Linked DNA regions of Mus musculus: region 2 is linked to region 1. A link is a contact called in public Hi-C data. All regions are on one chromosome and are shown on one strand. Each heading gives the region's core, a stretch centred on a gene start, on an enhancer-like site or on the middle of the called end of the contact. The rest is flanking DNA. Distances are from core to core; before and after follow the strand shown.

Region 1 (5,208 bases), core at 1,332-3,831:
ATAGCCCAATCATGTTCTTTGAAAGAAGGAATGAAAACACAGAAAATTGCCTAAATAAAGAGACAAGATGGCTGAGGTCAAGGGTATTCTGTGATTTGCATCTAAATTGGAATGTCCTGATGCTACTAATTCCATCAGGGAATTAGTAATTTTAATTATGACCAAAACTGATCTCTGCAGAGGTGGAGAAAGGACCAGCCATATGGCACATCTTCATGTCTATCTCTTGCAGACATCTCTCCTCAGGCATTTACAGCCCTTTAGTGAAAGAGCTTGCTGTCTAAGATCCCCAAGGTCTGGAAAGGGAAGTTGAATACCTCATTTTGCTTGAGGTATTAGTGTTATATAGTAGTTATCTTTGGGTGGGTTAGAAAACCTTAGAATCTTTTCAGCCTGGACTATCTGTCTCTCTGGTCTGATTTGTATATTGTTAGCTCCCAGAGGAAAAGATCAAGAGTATCTGATGAGATAGAGATGGGATACAGGGGACCAGATACGGCACACATGACACCTGCTCTGATGATAACCCGAAGGTCAGAGCAACTCCCAGGCAGAAGAGCATGCAAAAGCCTTATCCCAGGTCATCCCCATTCTTACATTTTGTTGCCAGTGAGTACTTGTATCCAGAACTGACTTTCTCCAATCTTGCTTGTCCTGGCCCCTGTGTATGTTAAGAACAAAGAAATAACAAAGTGGCCTAACAAAGAGGAAGAAGAAAAGCAGTTACCCCACAAACCCACTGGATACATGAAGGCTGACTATATGAAGAGTTTTGTTTTATGTTGTGGCACTGGGACCACGCTCAGACTTGCTCCATAGCTATGGCCGACCTTGAACTCCTTCCTGGTTGCCTGCATCTGCCTTGTAAGTGCTGGGATTACAGGAGTGAGCCACCACACCTGACAAGCTTAAACCACTGCTTAATCATGTTAGACCAAACTGTCAGGCTTCACCCACCCTCTGGATAATGTGTAATTAGCAACAACATCTAGATGTATCCCATGGTTGTCACTAAATGTCTTTTTTTTTTTTTTTTTTTTTTTGTCATCCAAATAGATCCCCAAACCCTAACATTAGGATAGGCCAAAATGTAAGGGAAAAACAAAAACTTCCCCCACCTCACAAAATACTCTAGGTTCAACTTTCCCTAGCATGTTGCTGGCGAGCCAGACACAGGCTAGATTGAGAGCCAAGGACATTTCCGATTCTCCTGGGACAGGTGTTCTGAATTCTGTCTGGAATCAGTGAGTAGCACGTGGGAGCCTTTTCGTCCTGACCATCTCATAAATGACATTCTGGCAGGGCTGTTGGCAGTGTTGCTCCTGGACCCCAAGATCCTCACAGAAGCAGCACCTCACTCTACACCTCAGCGTTTCATGCTCCATCACGTCACTGACACCCAGTTAACCTCTGACTTGTTTACCCCGACTTTTGGAAAGATTTATCTTATTTTTAATTATGTGCATATGTGTCTAGGGCTGGGTATGCGTAAGTTGAGGAGCCTCAGAATTCCAGAGGAAGGTATGGGATGCCCTGGAGTTGCAGGCAGTTGTGTGGGTGCTGGGAACTGAACTCAGGTCCTCTGCATGGCTAGTACATGACTTAAGGCACTGTGCCATCTTTCCAGTCCTTTTCTCCTACTCAATATCTCAACCTTCTCCTCTCTCAACCATCATTTACAGTGTGGCTCTCATCATGGCTTACTTGAGCCTCCGACCTAGATGGCAGAGCTTGGACCTCTCACCCTAAATAGCAATGAGGCTACACCTTGCTCGGCTCTGTCCATGCCCACAACTTTCTGGGATCCATGTTCTGTGCTCAGATCACACTGGGAGGCAGAGTCTTGCGCACACCTTCCCAGGCCCTTGCTTTATCACCTTCGTATATCTGTTCCTCAGAGCTATGTTCGCTTGTGCCACCCTCAGCCCTTTATGCTCCCTATACCTGCCAGAATCCTACTTGTCCCCGGATTTATGGGACAGGAAAATTGCTTTCCTCGATGTCCTATAACTGTGCCATCTGACTGCACACCCATGCAGGTGCTGGGGACAGGCCTGTGTTCTGGTTACCCTTCCTGGCTGCCATTCCGGGGGTTTCATCAAGAATCATGGACATAGCAACCATGTCCCACGCATCCTGAGCCTCTTGCTTTTCCCATCTGATGCCATCTGAAAACCTTGAAAGTTCTGGCTCTGGCCCAGCTCTGTGTTTCCTTCAGTGCTGACGGCTCTTCTCTCAGCAAGTGCACAATCAAGGGACAAAGGACCTACAAAGGAGGAGTATTCTGTGTGGTAACTAAGGAGCCCTGGGCCCCAGTTCCTGTGTGGGGCGACTTTACTTCCGCACTCGGGCCTCAGTTCCCTCAGCTCCTTGTATACTCTGAGAAGTAGGAGAGAGAAAGAGCACTCAGATCTCACGGAAGGTTGGAAACATGGGGTGTTTTCCAGATGGGGGCTTTCCTGGCAAGAAGTTACCGCCCACTCAAGGGAGCATCCGCCGTCCCATCAAGCCTGCCCTCACACTGCATGTCTGGCACGGAACACACTGGACATGTCAGAAGAGATTTTCTTCCCACATCCGCAGAGTAGCTACTGGCTCGCCAAAGTCACTCAGCAGGTCTGTGGTGACAGAGGGGAACTGAGACCTGTTGCCTAAGGGGTCCTGCATAAAAAGGAAGATGTTGTAAGCTACACTGCTTGGGACTTGCTCTGGATGCTCCTGGTTTACCTTAGCAAAGGCTCGCCGACCAGGACTGGAGAAAAATGGAGCAAAAAGCCTTTTTCAAGGCTGTTCCCCCGCATTGCTGCAAGAGTCCTTTCTGGAGAGGTGCACACACACACACACACACACACACACACACACACACACACACACAGGCACACACACACATGCACGCGCGCACTTCTTCTGTTTAATAATAGCAAGAATCTTTAGTGATGTGAAACTGCCCATAGCCCACCCCCCTCCCAAACCTGGTGGTTCGACTGTGAATCCGACAAATAAACACCCAGAAGAAGAGCAGCTCAATTTTCCAGCCTGAGCTCCACCACTGTGGAGGGAAAAACGCACATTTCAAACGCACGTTACCAGCGTTAGCGCATCCTTTAGAAAGGATACCCAGGCCAGGTGTGGTGGCAAACACATGTCCAGCGCTCAGGAGACCAAGGCAGGCAGATCTCTGTGTCTCTTGGGTCAGCCTGCTCTACATATCCAGTTACCGGACAGCCAACAATGACAAAATACAAATGTTACTTTGAATGTCAAGCTACGAAGAATTTAGAGACTCCTAATACACGGAACTGCTGAATGCTTCTTTGGGACACAGAAATTATTTGATCATTAAATTGTGCGTGTGTGTGTGTGTGCGTGTGTGTGTGTGTGTGTGTGTGTGTGTGTGAACTTACCCAAAGAACCACGAAAGTAGTACAATTTTCTTTTCACTATTTTGTGGTACTTTGTGCATATTAGGGAAGCCCTCTGTGCTGAATTATCTCCTCAGCCCAGATATGTACAATGATCCTACACCAATTGAAAAATAAATTCAAAGGGCCCAAGAGGTAGGCCAGTGGTTAAGAGCACTTTCTGTTCTTCCAGAGGACTCACATTAAGAGGATATCTGACGCCCTCTTCTGGCCTACAGCAGGCACCAGGCACATGGCACACAGACATCCATCCATGAAGGTAAAACATCCACACACAAGAAATTAATTTTAATTTAATTAAATAAACTACATTTATATTTATATATAATTAGATAAAGTAAATGTATAAATAAAATACATTTTAAAATTAAAAATAAGTTATATAATTAAAATAAATAAGTTGACATTAATATGAAAATATTGTAAAGTAAACGTTATTTTGAATTTTAAAATGCTGTTTGTCTTTCCAGATGGATCAGTTTACATCTGTGTAGTTGGTGGTCAGGGAACGCTGAAGGTAACTGCAGCTGTCCCAGATGGGGGCTCTCTTTCAGCCCCTCAATCAGGCTTCAAAATGCTCTCAGTCTTCCATCTGGTTCTTTCACTGTGTGCCTAGACCCCTTTGCCATTCCCCACGGCAGCTGGGGCCTCCTTACAGGAGATGTTCAAACCTAGCCCACTTGGGGCTAGACATAGGAAGATGCCTAGACACACAGTGCTGCCTAGTGTGTTAAAATTCTCAAACTCAAGTGCTGGAGAGGCGGCTTATGGTAAAGTCTTGTTCCAGCATGAGGGGCTGAGTTCAGATCAGGAGCACCCTAGCCGGACTGGGCATCCGGCAACTGTAATCTCAGCACTGGGGAAGCTGAGATAGGAGACCCCTGAAGTTCCCTGGAGAGACAATCTAGCCAAACTGATGAGCCTTGGGGGTAGTCAGAGATGCTGTCTCCAAAAAACAAAACAATGTGGGAAAAGCTAAGGAGATGGCTCAGCAGTTAAGATCACTGGGTGCTCTTCCAGAAGACATGGGTTCAGTTCCCAGCACCCACATGACAGCTCACAACTGATTCTAACTCCAGTTCAAAGGGCTTTGGTACCTCCTTCTGACTTCTTCCAGTCCCAAGCACATACATGGTACACAGACATATGTGCAGGCAAGATACCCATACATATAAAATAGTAAAAGTTTCAAAACAATAAGGCCAAGAGTGAGGAGGATGCTTGCCCTGGACTACTGACCTACACACACACACACACACACACACACACATACCTATCTACATACAAATGAACAAGTATACAGGTACATGCACACAGAGATGTATGTACACACGAACAAATACACACAAACACACAGAGGGACAGAGACAGACAGACTTATCAAACCCACATCAGGGGATTGGTTAAATCTTCTGGGGAGAATGTAACACTCAGCCCCAGGCCCCTGCACTCTGATTTACCCCTAAGAAGCCCTGAACGCCTATCCCACTTGGCAACCTTGAGACAGCTGCCGTCACTCAGACGCTCCTTCCTTCCTGTCTCTTGAAAGTCTTAGATGGTATGTTTCATGGCCAGTTCAAGGTTAAGCGTGGGGTTGTCTTACCGTCCCACGCCTACTGCTCCGTTCTGTTTTAGAGGAAAACTATACGTGCCTGCTTCCCCCAGCAACCCAGCACAGCAGACCAGAGACGAGTGCAGAATCAGCATCTTTTAATGATTTTTTTTGCTGAAGTTGGCCTCCTCCAGGGCCTCTAATGGAGAATGTGTGTCTGCTTAGAGATTCGTA
Region 2 (5,320 bases), core at 2,518-5,017, 84 kb before region 1:
TGCAATCATGAACTCACGACAGCTGTGGGGCCTGCACTCGATCTGGGCAAAGCTGTTCTGTCAATGGTTAGTTATGGATGGGGAAGGGGCTCATAGGACCCTATTTCTCCGTGCTGAATCACGGTCTGCCCAAAGATTCTGGGAGAGAGAGAGTCCCTGTCTACAGTTGAGTCCCCTTGGTGACTCCAGCAAGCTCCAGTGAATACCCAAACACATGGTCACACAGCCAATCAGCAAACTCCAATAACTAAACACATGGTCACACAGCCAATCAGCAAACTCCAATAACTAAACACATGGTCACACAGCCAATCAGCAAACTCCAATAACTAAACACATGGTCACACAGCCAATCAGCAAACTCCAATAACTAAACACATGGTCACACAGCCAATCAGCAAACTCCAATAACTAAACACATGGTCACACAGCCAATCCCCATTAAACTCTGAGACACAAAACGGCATGAAGACCTGCTGTGGGGCGGGGACTTGTGAGAAGTCGGTGGGTTGGCAGAGGGAGAGGTGAGGGAGAGTCATCAGAACACGTTTTATACGTGTATGAAAAGGTCAAACAACAAACTTAACCACTAAAAAAATCGATGAAATATTTTTATAGTGAAGAATCTAAGCATGAAATTTAATGAAAAAAAATTCTATAATGGAAAAAATGCAGGGCCAGAGAGATGGCTCAGCAGTTAAGATCACTGGCTGTTCTTCCAGAGGTCCTGAGTTCAATTCCCAGCGACCATATGGTGGCTCACAACCATCTGTAATGGAGTCTGATGCCCTCTTCTGGTGTGTCTGACAGTGTACTCATATAAATAAAATAAATCTTAAAAAAAAAAACAAACCTATTCCTAGTAAAGAGTCAAAACCAGGCCAAGTGATCCACACACACCCACGAGGTGTCTAGACTCAGAAGTAAAATCAGGTCCAGAAAGCAGGGCACAGAGTTGTCTAAGTTCCCTTACAGGCTGAGCATCACCAATTCAAAGACCCTGAATCTGAAGCTCTAGGGGCTGGGGGGACACACACCATCTCACAAGTAAGAAATTCCACACCTTGAAACTTACTTCACAGACAAAATTATTTAAAAGACTGCACACAATTACTCTTGAGTTATGTCTGCATGGTATATGCGAGACAAATTCTGTGTTCTGATATGGGTTCCATCCCTGCAGTATTTCATAATGTATATGCAAACATTCCAAAATAAACAAACAAAAAAAATCCAGGTATTTCATCCTCAGCCTTCTTAATGCTGGAACCCTTTAACACAGCTCCTCGTGCTGTGGTGACCCCCAACCTTAAAATTACTTTATTAATACTTCATAACTATAGTCTTGCTACTTTTTTAAAAATTTATTTTAATAAATGTGAGTACACTGTAGCTGTCTTCAAACACACCACAAGAGGGCATCAGATCCCATTACAGATGGTTGTGAGCCACCATGTGGTTGCTGGGAATTGAACTCAGGACCTTTGGAAAAGCAGTCAGTGCTCCTAACCACTGAGCCATCGCTGCAGCCCAATCTTGCTACTGTTATGCATCATTATATAAACACATAATTTGGGACTCCAAGTGGGTCCCGACCCACAGGTTGAGAACCACTGTATTAGCTGCTTTCCTCATGGCCAAAAAGCCAGGGAAGCCGCCACTTAGCCAAGTTGTTTGGGACAGCATCACTGACCTCTCCCACCACTGTGACTCCAGTAAGACAGAGAAAGAGCCCCTGCTGGGCAGCACACAGCACAGGGGTCACATGGACTCCCATGGCACGCCTTCCATATCACTAAGGGGTTACCTAATAGTTAGGAGGATTATCTTTCTGTGAGCCTTGTATCTCAGAGCCTCCTCTTCTATTTTTTTTTTTTAATTGTATTTATTTATTTTATGTGTGAGTACACTGTCGCTGTCTTCAAACACACCAGAAGAGGGCATCGGATCCCATTACAGATGGTTGTGAGCCACCTTGTGGTTGCTGGGAATTGAACTCAGGGTCTTTAAAAGAGCAGTCAGTGTTCTTAACCACTGCACCAGCCAGCCTCCTCTTCTATTAAAAAAGAGAATTAACTTGGGTATCTTTAAAGCACCCCCTCCAGGTGGTCTCTGTTGATGTCAGGACCTACACTGCAAGTCAGGCAACCTTTGATTTTAAGATTCAAATTTTAATTTGCTTCAGTTTGCTTCCTTATATAGTCCAGGCTGGTCTCAAATTTATGTGATTAAGTGATCTTCCTGCCTCAGTATCTTGAGTAGCTAGGACTACAGGCATGTACCAACTCACTCAGCTCTAAGAGATTTTTAATCTTAACCCCTATCAGCAATGTATACATCACAGAAGGAAGAAGATGTTCTTCGATGAAAGTTATTTATTCATAGGCAAAATTACTTAAAAAAAAAAACACATTAATAGCTCAATTGCGAGTACCTCCGGGACAAGGAAGAAACATTAATTGACCACCCTCTCCCCACTTCTAAAGGTGAAGCCCACATGGAAAATTCCAGCTAGTGTTGTTCCAAGGAAATGCCGAAGCTACCGAAAACAAGTGTAACAATCCTGACCCAGAAAGCTCACACTTTCCCCGCTGCTGGGCCACCTCCCAGATGTTCCTTGAAGCACCCTGCAAGTCCTCTGCTCAGAGAAAACAAGCTGGCATGTCTTCTGCCACCTTGGTACGAAGTTCAGGAAGACACTAATCTGGTCCACCCGGGAACATTTCCTCCCTTAATAAAATCCACTCCACAAAGACAAAGCAAACAGTGAGGCAGAATACAAGGGAGCAAAACACCAACCGCAGTCAAGGGCACGGATAAGAAACCGTACATGCGTCAGAAGGAACACTCTGAGAGTACACTCTGTCAGAGCCTGCAGCTAAGCTGCCCTCGAGCACCCCAGCGCCTGGTGTGACCCTGGCAAGCGGCCAGCTTCCGGTGCTCTGCATCTTCCCCCCTCCAGGGTAGGGTGTGCTGCCCCTATGTGCTGCTGAGAGATTCGCAAGGGGGGCAGTAGAGGGGCTCAGTGGAGAGAATTAGCTCCTGGGGGCCCGAGCTTTTAAAAACAGGCAACCTGTTTTGATTAGCAAATGGTTCCCCTTTCCTGTCATGAAAACATGTCTGTTTTCATTTTCTAAATCTAAACCTTTAATTAAGAGTTCTTCAAACTACAATAGTCCCTCTACATGCACCAGAGGGCTGGGCCTGTATATGTGCTTGATCCAGGACCTCCCAAAGACAAGAGCGTCTGAGACGGCTCAGGTTCTTCTTTAAGGTGGCACGGCCTTTGCAGGTAACTTACACACTCCTCCTGAATTCCTGAAGTTATCTCCAGATTCCTTACAGTGTCCGGAACAAAGTTAATGATACAGAATTCCCATAGCATATTCTTCATGGAATACCAAGAAGTCTTACATGGCCAGTACAGATGCAAGGGAGATATGCATAATATAACATGTTACATTTATACATATTATCCATTTTGGTTGAATCTGCAAGCATCAGGCTCAGTCCACACACCCTCTCCCACCAGGTCCATGGAAAGCTTGCTCCTGGCTCTCACTGCTCTGTCTTCATTTAATTCAACCCCATGGGGACAGACCTCGAAAGCAAGGAGGGAGACTCTGAACTTAAGCAGCTATGAACTCCTCAGGCCAGTGCAAGTGCAAACGCATGCCTGGGAAGACATGAGCATTGTTGAGCGTTCTTCTGTGCAAGGCTCCGATGCCTGAGAGGGGTGCTCTGCCACCTTTCACTACGACCCGAGGATGTCTTCTTCCAGGAACTGGGTAAGACACCCCCAAGGCCTCAGCTGACAATAATGGAAGGCGTCAACTTATTGCATAAGCCATCTGATTCTTGGAATGATTCTAAGCAGATAACTCAGAGCCAGGCAGCTCTTTCCTATTCTCTTTTGTGCTTCCTGAGATCAAATGTGGACAACAAACAATCCGGCCAGTGTTCCAGGCCATGCTGGGGACTAAGAAGGGCACGGCAGCAATTCTGAGATAGCACTGAGGACCACTGACGATGACCAGGACATGTCATGAGGGAACAGCAACAGGAGGCACAGAGGGCAGCATGGGCCTGCACGTCTCGGGTGCAGGGCAAGACTGAGAGCACCAGACATGGCAATGACAAGGAAGCCTCGTCCTTATAGGGCCCAATAACTCACCACAGCATAGGAATCCATTCAGCAGGATCCAGACAGCCTAACCCAGAGGTTCTCAACCTGTGGGTGGTGACCCCTTTGGAAGTCACATATCAGATACTCTGCATATCAGATACCTACACATGATTCATAATGGTAGCAGAATTAGTTATGAAGTATCAAGGAAATTTTATGGCTAGAAGTCTCAACACGAGGAGCTGTATTCAAGGGTCTACAGCATTAGGAAGGTTGAGAACCACTGGTCTAACCTGTTCTCCACCTGACTAGGGATTAGCTCCTGGGATTCTACCTTCCTCAAAATTGTCCTCATCTATGCAGTGCCAATGGTTAGATGTCTAACTCCAAAAAGAAAGCCACCAGAAACTGTATTACCACGCAGCCCGAAAAAGGAAATTCTGACACATGCCCAGGCGGGAATGCCGCGGAAGCTCACCTGTATAGGCAGAGCCCAGGTGGGAATGCAGTTCAGTGGTGCGATGCTGTCTTCACACCAAAAGAAAAGCTTATGGTAACAGACTGTTACCAGTTATTTTCCAGCCATTGTTTTCTATCTTAGTGCACCTACAGCTTCATGCGCGCTAGGCAAGTATGAAGTTACATACCAAGTTATGTGCCCAGCCCTTTTTTAGTTTGGGTTTTTTCCCTTACATCCTCATAGATGTGCATAACATACTTTAAAAATACCCACCACCACCCCCTTAACCCTTTCCCCACAATTACTGTTTCTCCCTTCCTGTTTCCAACTAGCCCTGTCTCTACTCCTCTATCTCTTTGAAGGTATATATAGCCAAGCGAGAGAGCTTGACTTTGTATTTTGAGGTAGGGTCTACCTACTTGCCCAGGCAGGTCTTGAACTTGTAATCCTTCTGCTAACTCCTGAACAGCTGAGATTACAAACCTGTGTCTCCAAGCCCAGTAAAACATTCTCTTAAGAATCATAATGCCTGCCCTCTGAGCTCTACCTGTTTAATGAGGGGACCCATAGCCTGCCTCAGATGACCTGGGTCCTAGCGTCTTAGTTAAGAGTTCCTATCACTGTGGTAAACGCCATGACCAAAACCAAGTAGGAGAAGAAAGCAATTATTTGGCTTATCAGGTTCATCGCTGAGGGAAGACAGGATGGGACCTCAAACAGGGCAGGAACCTGGA

The links. A called contact is a pair of places that touch in the nucleus more often than the background predicts.
Region 2: a contact with region 1 is called in a Hi-C map of CD8 T cells, with 3 times the contacts expected there. The contact joins two enhancer-like sites. A contact is called at or near these places in 2 of 39 promoter capture datasets (liver and neural stem cells), 22 of 484 Hi-C or Micro-C datasets (8-cell embryo, B cells, CD8 T cells and 13 more) and 6 of 115 datasets of contacts at active chromatin or transcription factors (the HPC-7 cell line, bone marrow-derived macrophages, embryonic stem cells and 2 more).

Annotation. Positions count from the first base shown.
Region 1 is chr1:39,500,835-39,506,042 of GRCm38.p6, forward strand. No RefSeq gene overlaps it. Among named protein-coding and RNA genes, the nearest start is that of Gm24826, 16 kb to the right of the region's middle. Within about 2 kb of position 2,582, at least 74 of the 459 cell types and tissues checked have an H3K27ac peak or open chromatin away from gene starts, as enhancers often do. A contact at or near this core is called in CD8 T cells and microglia, where this site is marked.
Region 2 is chr1:39,415,149-39,420,468 of GRCm38.p6, forward strand. All of the region lies in intron 2 of Tbc1d8 (TBC1 domain family, member 8), which reads right to left. Among named protein-coding and RNA genes, the nearest start is that of Rpl31, 50 kb to the left of the region's middle. Within about 2 kb of position 3,768, at least 82 of the 459 cell types and tissues checked have an H3K27ac peak or open chromatin away from gene starts, as enhancers often do. A contact at or near this core is called in CD8 T cells and microglia, where this site is marked.